2 separate regions of the Pan troglodytes genome follow, and region 1 is linked to region 2. Evidence: chromatin contacts called from public HiChIP or PLAC-seq data. All regions are on one chromosome and are shown on one strand. Each heading gives the region's core, a stretch centred on a gene start, on an enhancer-like site or on the middle of the called end of the contact. The rest is flanking DNA. Distances are from core to core; before and after follow the strand shown.

Evidence for each region. HiChIP or PLAC-seq counts read pairs in DNA pulled down with a chosen protein or histone mark.
Region 1: an H3K4me3 HiChIP or PLAC-seq map of stem cell-derived excitatory neurons shows a contact between it and region 2, with 3 times the contacts expected there. The contact joins the promoter of WBP4 here to the promoter of SLC25A15 in region 2. A contact is called at or near these places in 1 of 7 Hi-C or Micro-C datasets (stem cell-derived neural progenitor cells) and 1 of 1 datasets of contacts at active chromatin or transcription factors (stem cell-derived excitatory neurons).

Annotation. Positions count from the first base shown.
Region 1 is chr14:40,149,281-40,155,706 of NHGRI_mPanTro3-v2.0_pri, forward strand. It overlaps WBP4 (WW domain binding protein 4), which reads left to right and starts at 4,867. Exons shown (of 10, transcript XM_016925231.4): 1 at 4,867-5,354; 2 at 6,322-6,394. The coding sequence starts at 5,353. ELF1 (E74 like ETS transcription factor 1) reads right to left here and starts at 5,117. Exons shown (of 9, transcript XM_024348533.3): 1 at 4,522-5,117. It overlaps TRNAE-UUC (transfer RNA glutamic acid (anticodon UUC)), which reads right to left and starts at 4,493; the gene lies at 4,422-4,493.
Region 2 is chr14:39,882,275-39,888,627 of NHGRI_mPanTro3-v2.0_pri, forward strand. SLC25A15 (solute carrier family 25 member 15) reads left to right here and starts at 4,850. Exons shown (of 7, transcript XM_054664899.2): 1 at 4,850-5,062.

The DNA of each region.
Region 1 (6,426 bases), core at 3,617-6,116, 270 kb after region 2:
TGTTTGAATCTTTACTACATACATAACAAGAACGATCTCATATGATATCCTTGCCTTCAGGGAACTTATATTGACAGACTAAGACAAGAAATAAACAGAAACAAATAAACAGGTTAATTTCAGATACTAAGAAAATGAAAAAAATGTCATAAAGTAACCAGAAAGTAACCAAGGAAGAGGAAGTCTCAAGCTAAAGTGGTCAGAAAAGATCTGAGAAGGTAATGTTGACCTGAGATGTGCAGAGCTACAGGGGGAATATTCCAGGCAAAGGAAAAAGGCAAGTAACAAAACTCCGAGACAAGGATAAGTTTGGCATGGCAAAAAGGAAGCCTACGTAGCCAAGATACAATGAAGTGGCAGATAAGGTAGGACCTGAGGTTAGATGGGTAAAGTCCAGATAATGTTGGACCTATGAGACCATGATAAGGTCTTCGGATTTTAGCTGAAATGCAGTAATTGCTTTAAAATCCCTTCTACTTCTTTAAATACCAGCGTTCATCTCTGCAAACATTTACTGAACTTTCACGTCTTTTTTTTTTTTTTTTTTTAAGAGATAAGGTCTTAGGGTCTTGCTCTGTCACCTGGAGTGTAGTGGCAACATCACAGCTCACTGCAGCCTTGAACTCCTGGGCTCAATGGATCCTCCCACCTTAGGCTTGCAAGTAGCTACGACTACAGGCATGTGGCATCACACCTGGCTAATTTTTTTTTTTAATTTTATTTTTGTAGAGACAGGCTCTTGTTATGTTGTCCAGGCTCTCTCACTTTTTCTCTTTTTTTTCCCCCCACCCCGAGATGGAGTCTCCCTCTGTCTCCAAGGCTGGAGTGCAGTGGCACGATCCTGAGATCCTGGCTTACTGCAATCTCTGCCTCCAGGGCTCAAGTGATCCTCCCACCTTGGCCTCCTGAATAGCTGACACAGGTGCAGCGGGTGCCACCACGCCTGGCTAATTTTTTGTATTTTTGGTAGAGATGGGATTTCGCCATGTTGATCCACCTGCCTCAGCCTCCCAAAGTGCTAGGATTACAAGCATAAGCCACCACACCCTGCCTCTTTCATGTATCTTCTAATTACACCTAACAGTAGCAAATATTAAAGAGGTTATTTGGGTAAATCCACAGCACTCAGTGTCACTAATTTATGGCCCAAGAGACAGCACCTAAAATATGCCTGCCAATGGCACAAGCGTAAGAATGAATCCTCACAAACTGATTACCTAGCCTTAATCAATTTAAGATATACGTCTTACTGACAGTAGTGAGCAGCTCTGTCTTCGAATACCAAGGTCACTTTCAACAAAGCAAGACAGATTATTCTCACACTTTAAGCCTAGATTTCATTCCTATAAAGTGAATTCTAATTAATTGATTGCTTTTCTCCATTCTGTTAATTACAAATTAATATTCAACTCCTAAACATAAAATCTACGGACACAAAATATTCTACATGTTTCTTTATTGTTTGAATCTTTTAAAACAAGAATTTTTCACATGCCACTGCTACCTTTGGGTTTTCCAAGAGACAGAAATGGTTTAAAAATTTTTGTGACATAAAATGTCACTCCTTGATAAAAGAACCTGTTACCTAGTCAAAATTTATCAAGTTAAAATTCCTGGCCGGGCGCGGTGGCTCACGCCTGTAATCCTAGCACTTTGGGAGGCCGAGACGGGCGGATCACGAGGTCAGGAGATCGAGACCATCTTGGCTAACACGGTGAAACCCCGTTTCTACTAAAAATACAAAAAATTAGCCGGGCGTGTTGGCGGGCGCCTGTAGTCCCAGCTACTTGGGAGGCTGAGGCAGGAGAATGGCGTGAACCCGGGAGGCGGAGCTTGCAGTGAGCCGAGATCGCGCCACTGCACTCCAACCTGGGAGACAGAGCAAGACTCCGTCTCAAAAAAAAAAAAAAAAAATTCCTTTCTACATTCCCAGCTTGGTCTCCCATGGGCTCCCTGCAGGCACTCTGTGCTCCTGCCAAACCGACTACTTGCCAGCCTCATACTTGTTCCCCCTACCTCAGCTTTATGATTCACATTCCCCAACAGGAGAAATCCAATCAGTTCTTCAAGGTCCACTCTCCCCTCTAAGTCTCTTCTCCAGTCCTCTCCCTTGAGCAGAACCGATTCCTCCCCTCTGTTACTCCAGTACCACTTCTACAACTCAGATGTTGCCTTACCATATTCTACGTAATGCACAACTACAGGAAAGATAAATCTGTGTTTTATACAGAGATGACGCAACTACTTCCTTTGTGTTCACCCCCAGGTATATAGTACAACTATTTGCAATTACTGAGTGCACAGTTGAAAATAACATCCATTTTAGCACCATTTGGTACAATGTTGTCAACTCATTACAAAATACAAGGTCAAGGCCTGGTGTGGTGGCTCACACCTGTAATCCTAGCACTTTGGGAGGCCGAGGTGGGTGGATCACCTGAGGTCAGGGGTTCGAGACCAGCCTGGCCAACATGGTGAAACATTGTCTTTACTCAAAATACAAAAATTGGCCACGCGTGGTGGCGGGTGTCTGTAGTCCCAGCTACTTGGGAGGCTGAGGCATGAGAATAGCTTGAATCCGGGAGGCGGAGGTTGCAGTGAGCTGAGATCGCGCCAATGCCCTCCAGCCTGGGTTAACAGAGCGAGACTCCGTCTCAACAAAAAAAAAGAAAAAAAAAAAGTCGAAAGTTAAGCCCTCTCTGGGGACAATTAAGGCAGAGTTATCCGAGTTATCTTTCCTTCTTTCCAAATTTTCAACTACTGTAATTCTTTAGTAACTGCTTCTTAATGACACACTATTACTTATTTAAATGAAAATTCCACTTTCATTATCTATTCAGGAATCGCTCAACAATTCTTGTAACTCTATTTAAAATTTGTGAGTGATACGTGTTATCAAAAATGTATGGCTCTAAAGCCAGAGAACAGAGAAGGTGAAACGTCTCATCACACAGCTAATCACAAAGACCAAAATATTATTCCATTCAGTATTCTATCCACTAGCTAACATAAAGAATACAAACATCAGTAACTTCAAAAGCATGTGGTGGTGCTTGGTGTGTAGCAAACACACAAATATTTGAATTAATGAAGACGATTTAAAATACTTAGGCTTTTTCTTTCTTTTTAACAAGGTAAGCCTAATTAATCCTTAATCACGCAGATCACATTAACAAATTTACTGTGCAGTTAAAGCTACAAAATAGTCTGGGAACACACATACTAACCACCAAAACATCTGCTTTCAGTAATGGCACTGACCAGAAACCCATCTACAAGAGTCACTGTTTCCTTCTTCGTTTGTTCCCAGAGGCCCAATAAACATTATAGCGGACCCTATTTTCTAATTTCAGCTTGCATTTAAGATAACGCTTTTGTTTCATTTACAGCTCACATGCTGCTGACACAGCTGCCCCTTCTTTGTAATAAACACAGGGCTTCTATATTTAAAAATACAGTGAAACTTTGTTTTAACGTCCCCTCCCCAGTCTCCAGCCAATTTTCTCTTTCCCAAGCCCCACCTCCACCCCAGGATGTTTTGCTGTTGTTTTAATCAATTTTTTTCTTTAAATGAACGGCGCTCAAAATGTTAGACCCTTTGGAAAGTCGATATACTTATTCAAAGCCATCTCATCAGAGTGGTATTTTTCTCCTCCATAGCTCGTGGTGTGTATTTTTAAAAGGAAAGAAAAAAGATTCTCGTTCCCAAAGGCCTTTTTTCGAGGGTACTTTCCGTGACTGCGACCAGCACCCCTTAAGTCAAGTTGGGAAGACCTCCCGGGCCAGCCTCGCGCTTGCTCAGGCGCCGCGGGTGGAGACGCGAGCGCACACGCGGCGGAAAGGGGCGCCGGGCAGCTGCGCGGCCGGGAAAGCGCGTCCCCCCGGGAGGGCGCGGAAGGCACACTGTGTTCCGTGGGGCCTCGTAAATACCCTGCGGCCAGAGAACCACTAGAGCTACTGGTCCGGGCGCGGGCTCCGGGGCGCCCAGGGCAGGGGGGTCAGCCCGTCCTGCACAGGAAGAGTCGCAAGAGCGGCTGAAGAGGGTGTGGGCCGGAGGGGGGCGCTGGGAGGAGATAACGCAAGGCCGGAGTTAATCATCACCTCCCGGGCGTCTGGAAAACTACGGGCCGGAGGGGCGGGGGAACAGCCCAGGGGAAAGTGAAACTCCCTCGGGGCCCACCAGCCCCGTGAGCCGGAGGCGGGAGGGAGAAGGATCCGAAGCGCATTCGCTTCTCCAGCAGGCACGGCGTGGCACTCGAGGCTCCAAAAGCCGCAGCCCAGCTCCAGGCGCCACTAACTACAGTAATGCTTATTTTCTACAAACTCACCCAGACAGGGGGACAAGAAAGGAGCCAGAACACAAGATTTAAGAAGTCAGCCCTCCAAATCGATAGTTGCAAAAAAAGAAAAATAAGGCAGCGTTCCCATACCGGGAGTCGAACCCGGGCCGCCTGGGTGAAAACCAGGAATCCTAACCGCTAGACCATATGGGAAGTGCTACGAGAAATTGCCGTGACCCACCTGACAAGGATAAGCGCCTCTGCCTCCTTTGCCGCACCTCTCGCCACCGCCGCCTCTGCGCTACTGAAGCTGCTGCCGCCGCCACCGCCGCCGCCGCTGCTGCTGCTGCCCACGCGCTCCCGAGCTAGGGAACAAGCTCCATCCGAGCGCGCGGGCGTCGTAGGGGAGAGGAGGGGCGGGGCCGCTCCGCTGCAACAGCAAAGTTTGAGGCGAAGCCTAGCGACTCGCAGCGCCGGTCCCGCAGTTTCACCTCTTTTTTTTTTTTTTAACTCCGCCAGAGGACCCCGACCCACAGGTCCCGGTTGCTCCGCTGGTCAAAGTGCGTGCGGAGTAGTTGGCAAAGTTGAGAGCGGCGACGTCTCTGGGAACAGCTGTTTGCGTTCCGGGCGGAGGCGGCGCGCTGAGCTCCTTGGCCTTGAGCCAGCGAGCCTAGAAGGAGGATGGAGGTTTTGGGCCCCAAGGGAGGACACAGAGACGGCGGGATGGCGCAGGGACTTGAGGCTTGAGATCCTGTCCTTCAGCTCAGGTCCCGTCGCGCTTTTACCCCTTCCCGGTGACCTCAACCCCTTTATACCGACCCCACCTCTTTGGAGCCGGGAGTACCGCCCCTGTAGGGGGAGGGGAGAGGAGGCGATTTCGAACGCGGATTGGATCGTCTGGGCACCCGTAGTTGGGAACAGCGGAACGCTGGTCCCGGGGACTGAGTAAGGTGTCTGGATCGGAGGGAGGTTCGGGTGGGCATCGGGCGGCTGGAAGAGCACGATTCGTCCCGCTGGGAAAGCGCGAGTCTGAGTGGAACCCTGGACGACTTGCAGAGCGGCTGGCGCAGTCATGTGAGTTGGGTCTCAGGCCCTGAACAACGAGGTGTTGTTTCTCTGGGCCGCCCTTTCTCGCCCGGGTCTTCCCCTCCTCTCCTCCCGCCCTTCGGCCGGGGGCGTGACAGACGCGTTCTTAACTCGCTCGGGACCGGCCCCAGACCTGCAGGGCCGGTTCTCAGGGCGGGGTAGAAATGTTACCCCGCTGAACGCCCTGGGGTATGGGGCACGGGCTCTAGGGGGAGGCCGGCGGCCGGTTCAGGGGGCTGGTTGGACGGCTGCGGGTGAAGCGACGCAGTGCTCTCTCTACGACGCTGTCGGGGGTCGCACGCACCCCTTGGGGCTCCGAAGCCCCTGAACCCTAGGGTATTGTGAAACTAGGGCTGGGCTGCGGCCTCCCCCGCCCACTGGAAGCGGCCAGCCCTGGATAGCGTAATGGTTTTTTTTTGTTTTTTTTTTTTTTTTGGTCGGCCGTCTACGAAGTCCCATGGCTTTTCCAGTTCTCTCTTGCCTTGAGGCTCAAGAACAGTTTGTTTTAACTGATAGTTTGGGAGGAACTACAGTTTTCCCCAGAGTAGTCTTGTACGTTGTTCTCTTGGTGGGAATAACTTGATTTAAGGCAAACTTTATGAGTTTCTTCAGGTTTCCATTACATCAACCTCCCCCAAAGCCAGAAAGGATAAATGTTCTTCTAAGATGTTCCTTAGTTTTTCATAACGATGACGATAACAAGTGAGGAATTTTTGAAAGCCATTTTATTGAAGGGAGTTTTGTAATGTATCAGATACAGACTTTTTCTACTCTGCTGGCAACAGAATTTCAATTGACTGTGCTCCAACCAGATAAATAATAAAACGACTATACATAACAAGACAAGATTCAGTAGCAGGGGCATATATTTCAAACTTTAAAAACTGTAAAGCATGCAGAATTTAACCTTTTTTAAGTTTTACATGAGCTTAGCCTTGTTTTCCCTCTTTTTCAGGGCGGACTACTGGAAGTCACAGCCAAAGAAATTCTGTGATTACTGCAAGTGCTGGATAGCAGACAATAGGCCTGTATGATAATTCCGCTGTTAGAGATTCTAATA
Region 2 (6,353 bases), core at 3,600-6,099:
AGGGATACATTTTGTGAAATTATTTCTCCTTTTAGTGTCATTAACCAGTGCATTGTGAAATTTTGTTGAAATAGCAAATGCTTGCTTTTCCATGCAGACATTCCAAGTCTGTCCTCTCACCTCTGACCTGCGTCACACTTGCCACCCATCACAAAGCCAGCTGCTTTGAAATCTCTGAATCGTGCAATTCCAAGTACAGCAAACGGTTACCCGGAGCAGAGAGGTCAGTGTGTTGACGTGTTTCCTGTTTGGAACCTAGGTCTGAAATACCATTGAATTGAGCTACCTCTATAGACAGCAGTGATCCATGTCTCTAAAATGTTGTTCTCAAGAGGCCATAGGATACCTAGGAATTTTTTTTTTTTGAGATGGAGTCTCACTCTGCCACCCAGGCTGGAGTGCAGTTGCACAATCTTGGCTCACTGCAACCTCCGCCTCCCAGGTTCAAGCAATTCTCCTGCCTCAGCCTCCCGAGTAGCTGGGATTACAGGCACGTGCCACCAAGCCTGGCTAATTTCTGTATTTTTAGTAGAGACAGGGTTTTACCATGTTGGTCACGCTGGTCTCAAACTCCTGACCTCATGTGATCCACCCCCATTAGCCTCCCAAGATGCTAGGATTACAGGCATGAGCCACCACACCCGGCCAGGATTCCTAGGAAATTACACTCAGAACAAAGTTTGCATGGACACTTTCTTAATTTAGTGCCAACCAGATGATTTTACAATCACTTCTCTGAGCATCTGAGAGATAGGAAGCATTTTTAACATCTATATATTTATTTCTTTCTTCCTAAAATAAAGATAGCAGAAAGAGCCACTGTTGTGGGGGATTTTAAGCTGTGAAGGTGACTTTTATAAAATATTATAGAAGGAGATGTATTTCAGAAGAAAGAACTTCCAGTTCCTGCAGCCCTTTTGCCTTTTTTTTGAGACAGAGTCTCGCTCAGTCACCCAGGCCAGAGTGCAGTGGCCCAATCTCGGCTCACTGCAACCTCCACCTTCTGGGTTCAAGCAATTCTCTGCCTCAACCTCCCAAGTAGCTGGGATTACAGGCACCTGCCACCATGCCTGGCTAAATTTTTGAATTTTTAGTGGAGACTGGGTTTCACCATATTGACCAGGCTGGTCTTGAACTCCTGACCTCGTGATCCACCCGCCTCAGCCTCCCAAAGCGCTGGGATTACAGGCGTGAGCCACCACATCTGGCACCTCTTGCTTTTAATAAGAAGCCTCGGCTGGGCTCAGTGGCTCATGCCTGTAATCCCAGCACTTTGGGAGGCCAAGGCAGGTGGATCGCTTGAGGTCAGGAGTTTGAGACTAGCCTGGCAAACATGGTGAAACGCCATCTCTACTAAAAATACAAAAAAATTAGCCAGGCATGGTGGCGGGCGCCTGTAATCCCAGCTACTCGGGAGACTGAGGCAGGATAATTGCTTGAACCCGGGAGGCAGAGGTTGCAGTGAGCCGAGATCGCGCCATTGCTCTCCAGCCTAGGCGACAGAGCAAGACTCCGTCTCAAAGAAAGAAAGAAAAAAAGCCTCTGGGAGGGAGCACTGCACAGTGTACCAGCTGAGCGCCTGACCTTTGGAGTTGGACAGAACTTTGCTGAGTCCCTGCTTTTCTCTTAGCGCCTGTGTAATGTGGCCTCCCAACACCTTGGTTTCTTCTCCAACCTCATTCTCACCAGCCATTGGGCTAGGCAAGGGGACACAGCAACTAAGTTGGACAGAAGACAAATAAATGAGAGTTTGTGCAAAAAACCCAAAAAAGTAACTTTGTAGACTATGGATTAAAAATCTGAGCAAAATTCCGATAGTTTCTTATAGAACAAATTGGGAGGCATGGAGAGGAGAAATGTGGAAGGCTTGGGAGTGATGAGAGTTTGGAACAGCCCTTGTCAGGATAGGAGAGGAAGGGGCTCAAGGAAGACAAGACAAAGCACTAGGCTAGGGCCCAATGGCTCGAGGAGAGTACCAAGCGCCCTGCATGGACTGTTCCAGCAGGCTGATGGAGCACAGGGGGTTCAAAGGAACCAGTGATGCAGTCATGCTGTGGCTGGGGTTTACAAAAGGCTAAGTGACTCATTAAAGGTCACACAGGGACATTTACACAAACATCCTGGCCCCAAGTCCAGTGCTCTTTCTAATCTATAACAGGGTCTTTCCTTTTTTTTTTTTTTTTTTTTTGACAGGGTCTTGCTCAGTCGCCCAGCCTGGACTGCAGTGGCATGAACACAGTTCACTGCAGTTTCAACCTCCTAGGCTCAAGAGATCTTGCCACAGCTTCCCCAGTAGCTGGGACTACAGGCATGCGCCACCACACCAGGTTTTAAAAAAATTTTTTTTGTTTTGATTTTTAGTAAAGACAGGGGCTCACTGATACTGTCATTGCAAAAATTATAACCAAGAAAATTATGATGGTGAAAGAGATCTGACCTAACTGACTCTATCTTGCTTCTAACCTCCAAACTGTCCTTGTTCTGGGTGTAGGCCCAACTAACTCTGGGAGGAGCTTAGATTATAGTTTAGCGTCGAAACAACAGCCCTTTCCCAAAACAAACCCCCTTCCTGCCTGGGGACTAGGCCGCCTTGTAGGACTAACAAATTAGCCACAAGTTTACAAATTACGGTTTAGGAGTCATGCAGCTGGAGACTGCAAGATTCTAAACCTCCCCAAATAACTCCTCAGGATGACATCACTATTGTAAAACCTAAGATCACAGATAAGATTGAGATATTTTTGCAGACCCTGTACTTGATGGATTGATCAGCTGGCACTACCCAGATTGATAAACTGCCTCATCTGGTTTTGTGGCCCCTACCCAGGAACCAACTCAGCGTAAGAGGACAGTTTAGACTCCCTATGATTTCATCTCCAACATGACCAATCAGTACTCCCACTCACTGGCCCCCTACCCACCAAATTATCCCTAAAAACTCCAAACCCCGAATTCTTGGGGAGATTGATTTGAGTAATAATAAAACGCTGGTCTCCTGCACAGCTGGTTCTGCGTGAATTAAACTGTTTCTCTATTGCAATTCCCCCATCTTGATAAATTGGCTCAGTTGAGGCAGCGGGCGAGAAGAACCCATTGGGCAGTTACATCACTGTGTTGCCCAGGTTCAACTCGAACTCCTGGGGTCAAGCAATCCTCCTGCCTCAGCCTCCCAACATGGTGGGATTACAGGCATGAGCCACCACACCCAGCCAAGTCTGTCCTTAATCAGGGTTCCTTTGGGTCTCATTTTCTTAAGCTGCAAAAGCTATTGGACCAGGTGATATTGCCAACCCCTTTAAGCTGCTGTAACTGTAGTTTCAGCTGCTGGATCTGCTTTCAGTTAGTTATGTTCCCCATCACTTTGGACAAGTCATCCCAACTCCCTGGCTTGTTTCTGTAACTCGATTACGGTCCAGAAGCCCGAGTTCTAAAGTGCTGATTCTGATGAGTGTCCATGTACCAGGCACTCTGATCCCATCATAGCATCTACTACAGCCTGGGAGGTCTACTCAAGTGTGCATTCATGTTAAGCACTAACACCAATTAAATCACTTAAATAACGTAGGTAATTATCCAATAGCACATCCAGACGTGGTGGCTCACACGTGTAATCCCAGCACTTTGAGAGGCCGAGGCAGGCAGATCACCTGAGGTCAGGAGTTCGAGACCAGCCCGGCCAAGGTGGTGAAACCCTGTCTCTACTAAAAAATACAAAATTAGCTGGGTGTGGTGGCGCATGCCTGTAATCCCAGCTACTTGGGAAGCTAAGGCAGGAGAATCGCTTGAACCTGGGAGGGGGAGGTTGCAGTGAGCTGAGATTGCACCATTGCACTCCAGCTCGGGTGACAGAGTGAGACTCTGTCTCAAAAAAAAAAAAGAAAAAAAAAGAAAAAAATAATAATCCAACAGCACATCTAAACAAGACTTAAAGTTGTAAAATAAAATTACACTGTGTGGAGGGGGTGTGTGTGTGTGTGTGTGTGTGTGTGTGTGAGAGAGAGAGAGAGAGATGAGGTCTCTGTCATCCAGGCTGGAGTGCAACAGTGCCATCATAGCTCACTGCGGCCTCCAATTCCTGGCCTCAAGCGATCCTCCCGCCTTGGCCTCCCAAATAGCTGAGAATAGAGGCATGTGTCACCACACCTTTTTTTTTTTGTCGTCGTTTGTTTGTTTTTATGAAACAGAGTCTCGCTGTGTAGCCCAGGCTGGAGTGTAGTGATGCAATCTTGGCTCACTGCAACCTTCACCTCCCAGATTCAAGCGATTCTCCTGCCTCAGCCTCCCTAGTAGCTGGGGTTACAGACACGCACCACCACGCTGGAGAAATTTTTGTAATTTTAGTAGACGGGGTTTCACCATGTTGGCCAGGCTGGTCTTGAACTCCTGACCTCAGGTGATCCGCCTACCTCGGCCTCCCACAGTGCTGGGATTACAGGCGTGAGCCACCATGCCCGGCTAATTCCTGTATTTTCATACTTAGTTGCATTTCCTATTAGGGCCTTGGATCCCAAGTATAATTTTGTACTCAAATATAACTTATAAATAAGGCCTTAGCCTCCCAACAAGGTCAAAGTAGCTAAAAAGTAAGTCCTCCCAACCACTGACGTTACCAGCCCCCAGCCCCCAGTCCCAGCCCAGCGGGCTAACAAGGGTCCGGCCTCAGAGAGGGTCTCGGGGATCCCACAGGTGGGAAAGTCTCCGGAGGCGCAGGCCCCGCTCTCCACCTTCACCAGGGTCGGCGGCAGCACCACGCCGGGTCGCGGGCTGGCTGTGCGCGCCGCGGCCCCACGCCCACTTCCGCTTCCCGTGCTGGGGGCGGTGGCAGGGCCGGTGGGCGGTGGCGGCTCCCGGTCTCGCCCGGGCGCGGCCCTGCGCAGCCCGCCCCCCAGCCGCAGGGGCGCTCCTGAGCTTCGCGGGGCCGCAGTCCGGGATGCCTGCGCGAAGGGCGGGGCGGAGGGCCGGCCGTTGCCGACGTGGGTGTTAAGTGGCCGCCCCAGCCGGCGACCCGGAGCCGAGAGCGGGCGGCGGAGCCTGAGCTGGACGCGGCCACGCCGGCGCGGCGGTGAGCGCAGCCCGGTCTGGCGCCTGCAGCTGCGGGGAGCGCGCCAGGCGGAGGGAGCGGGGCGCGGGGCGCGGGGCGGGCCCCGGTGTCCGGGCGGGCCCCGGTGTCCGGGCGGCGTGACCTTCCCGAGCGGCGGGGGAAGCGGCCAGCGTCGCAGCGCACGTGCCGCGGGACTCGGAGAATCTCGGGGTCGTCGGCCTCCTTCCCGCAGTGCCCACCTGGTGGGAACTTTTGTCCTTGTTTGCCCCCAAGTCGTGTCATTTGGCTGCGGGGCTCCGCGCCTCAGGGGCGCCAGTGCTGGGCAGCATGGAGCCGCTTGTGAATGGAGACTTGCTGGCTGCCCAGGAGTGGGCGGCTGGGCAGGGGCGGCGAACGTTTAGGGTCCGGCAAAGAAAGTTGGAAGTCGTCTCCCTGACCTGTTCCTTGCGAGGCCCGGGAGGAGACGCGCCTGGCCGGTCCTTGGCGGCGAAACTGATTTGCATCTCCACGCTTTACCTAAAGCCCGGGCTCTGGGGACTGGATGGCGAGCTGGCCTGCGGCTCCTACCGCCCCAGCTTTAGCCAGAAGCTGGGATCTTCCCGCAGCAGTTCGTGTTCCCTGGTGGAAAATGCAGCCTCATCTACTGACTCTCCCTTCCAAAAAAAAGTTATTTTCCCCAAGGGTCGAGAAAAGTGGGTGGTCGGCACTGTTGTTCCTCAGTTGCACCCTGGTGTAATTTGAGAGAGGGGTCAAAGGCGCTGAAAAGATTCTTTTTTCTATTCCAAGTGCTACAGCAAGCTCATAAATCAATTTTAATTCATGCTGAACAGTCATGCCTCCTCCAAGCCCTGTGTCTTCTCCAAGCCAGAGCTACACATAATGTGAATTAGTTGCCCACTCCTTCTGAGTGAATCTGTTAGTACCCATCATCGTTTTCTATCCTAATAATTCTAGTGGCTATTTGTAGAATTTATTTGTTTATTTTTTTGAGACGGAGTTTCGCTCTTGTTGCCCAGGCTGGAGTGCAATGGGGCGATCTCGGCTCACCGCAACCTCCGTCTCCTGGGTTCAAGCTATTCTCCTCCCTCAGCCTCCCGAGTAGCTGGGATTACAGGCATGGCCCACCACGCCAGGCTAATTTTGTATTTTTAATAGAGACGGGGTTTCTCCATGTTAGTCAGGCTGGTCTCGAACTCCTGACCTCAGGTGATCCGCCCGCCTTGGCCTCCCAAAGTGCTGGGATTACAGGCTTGAGCCACTGTGCCTGGCCTATTTGTAGAATTTAATGTGTTTAAGTTTGGCTCACCTAACA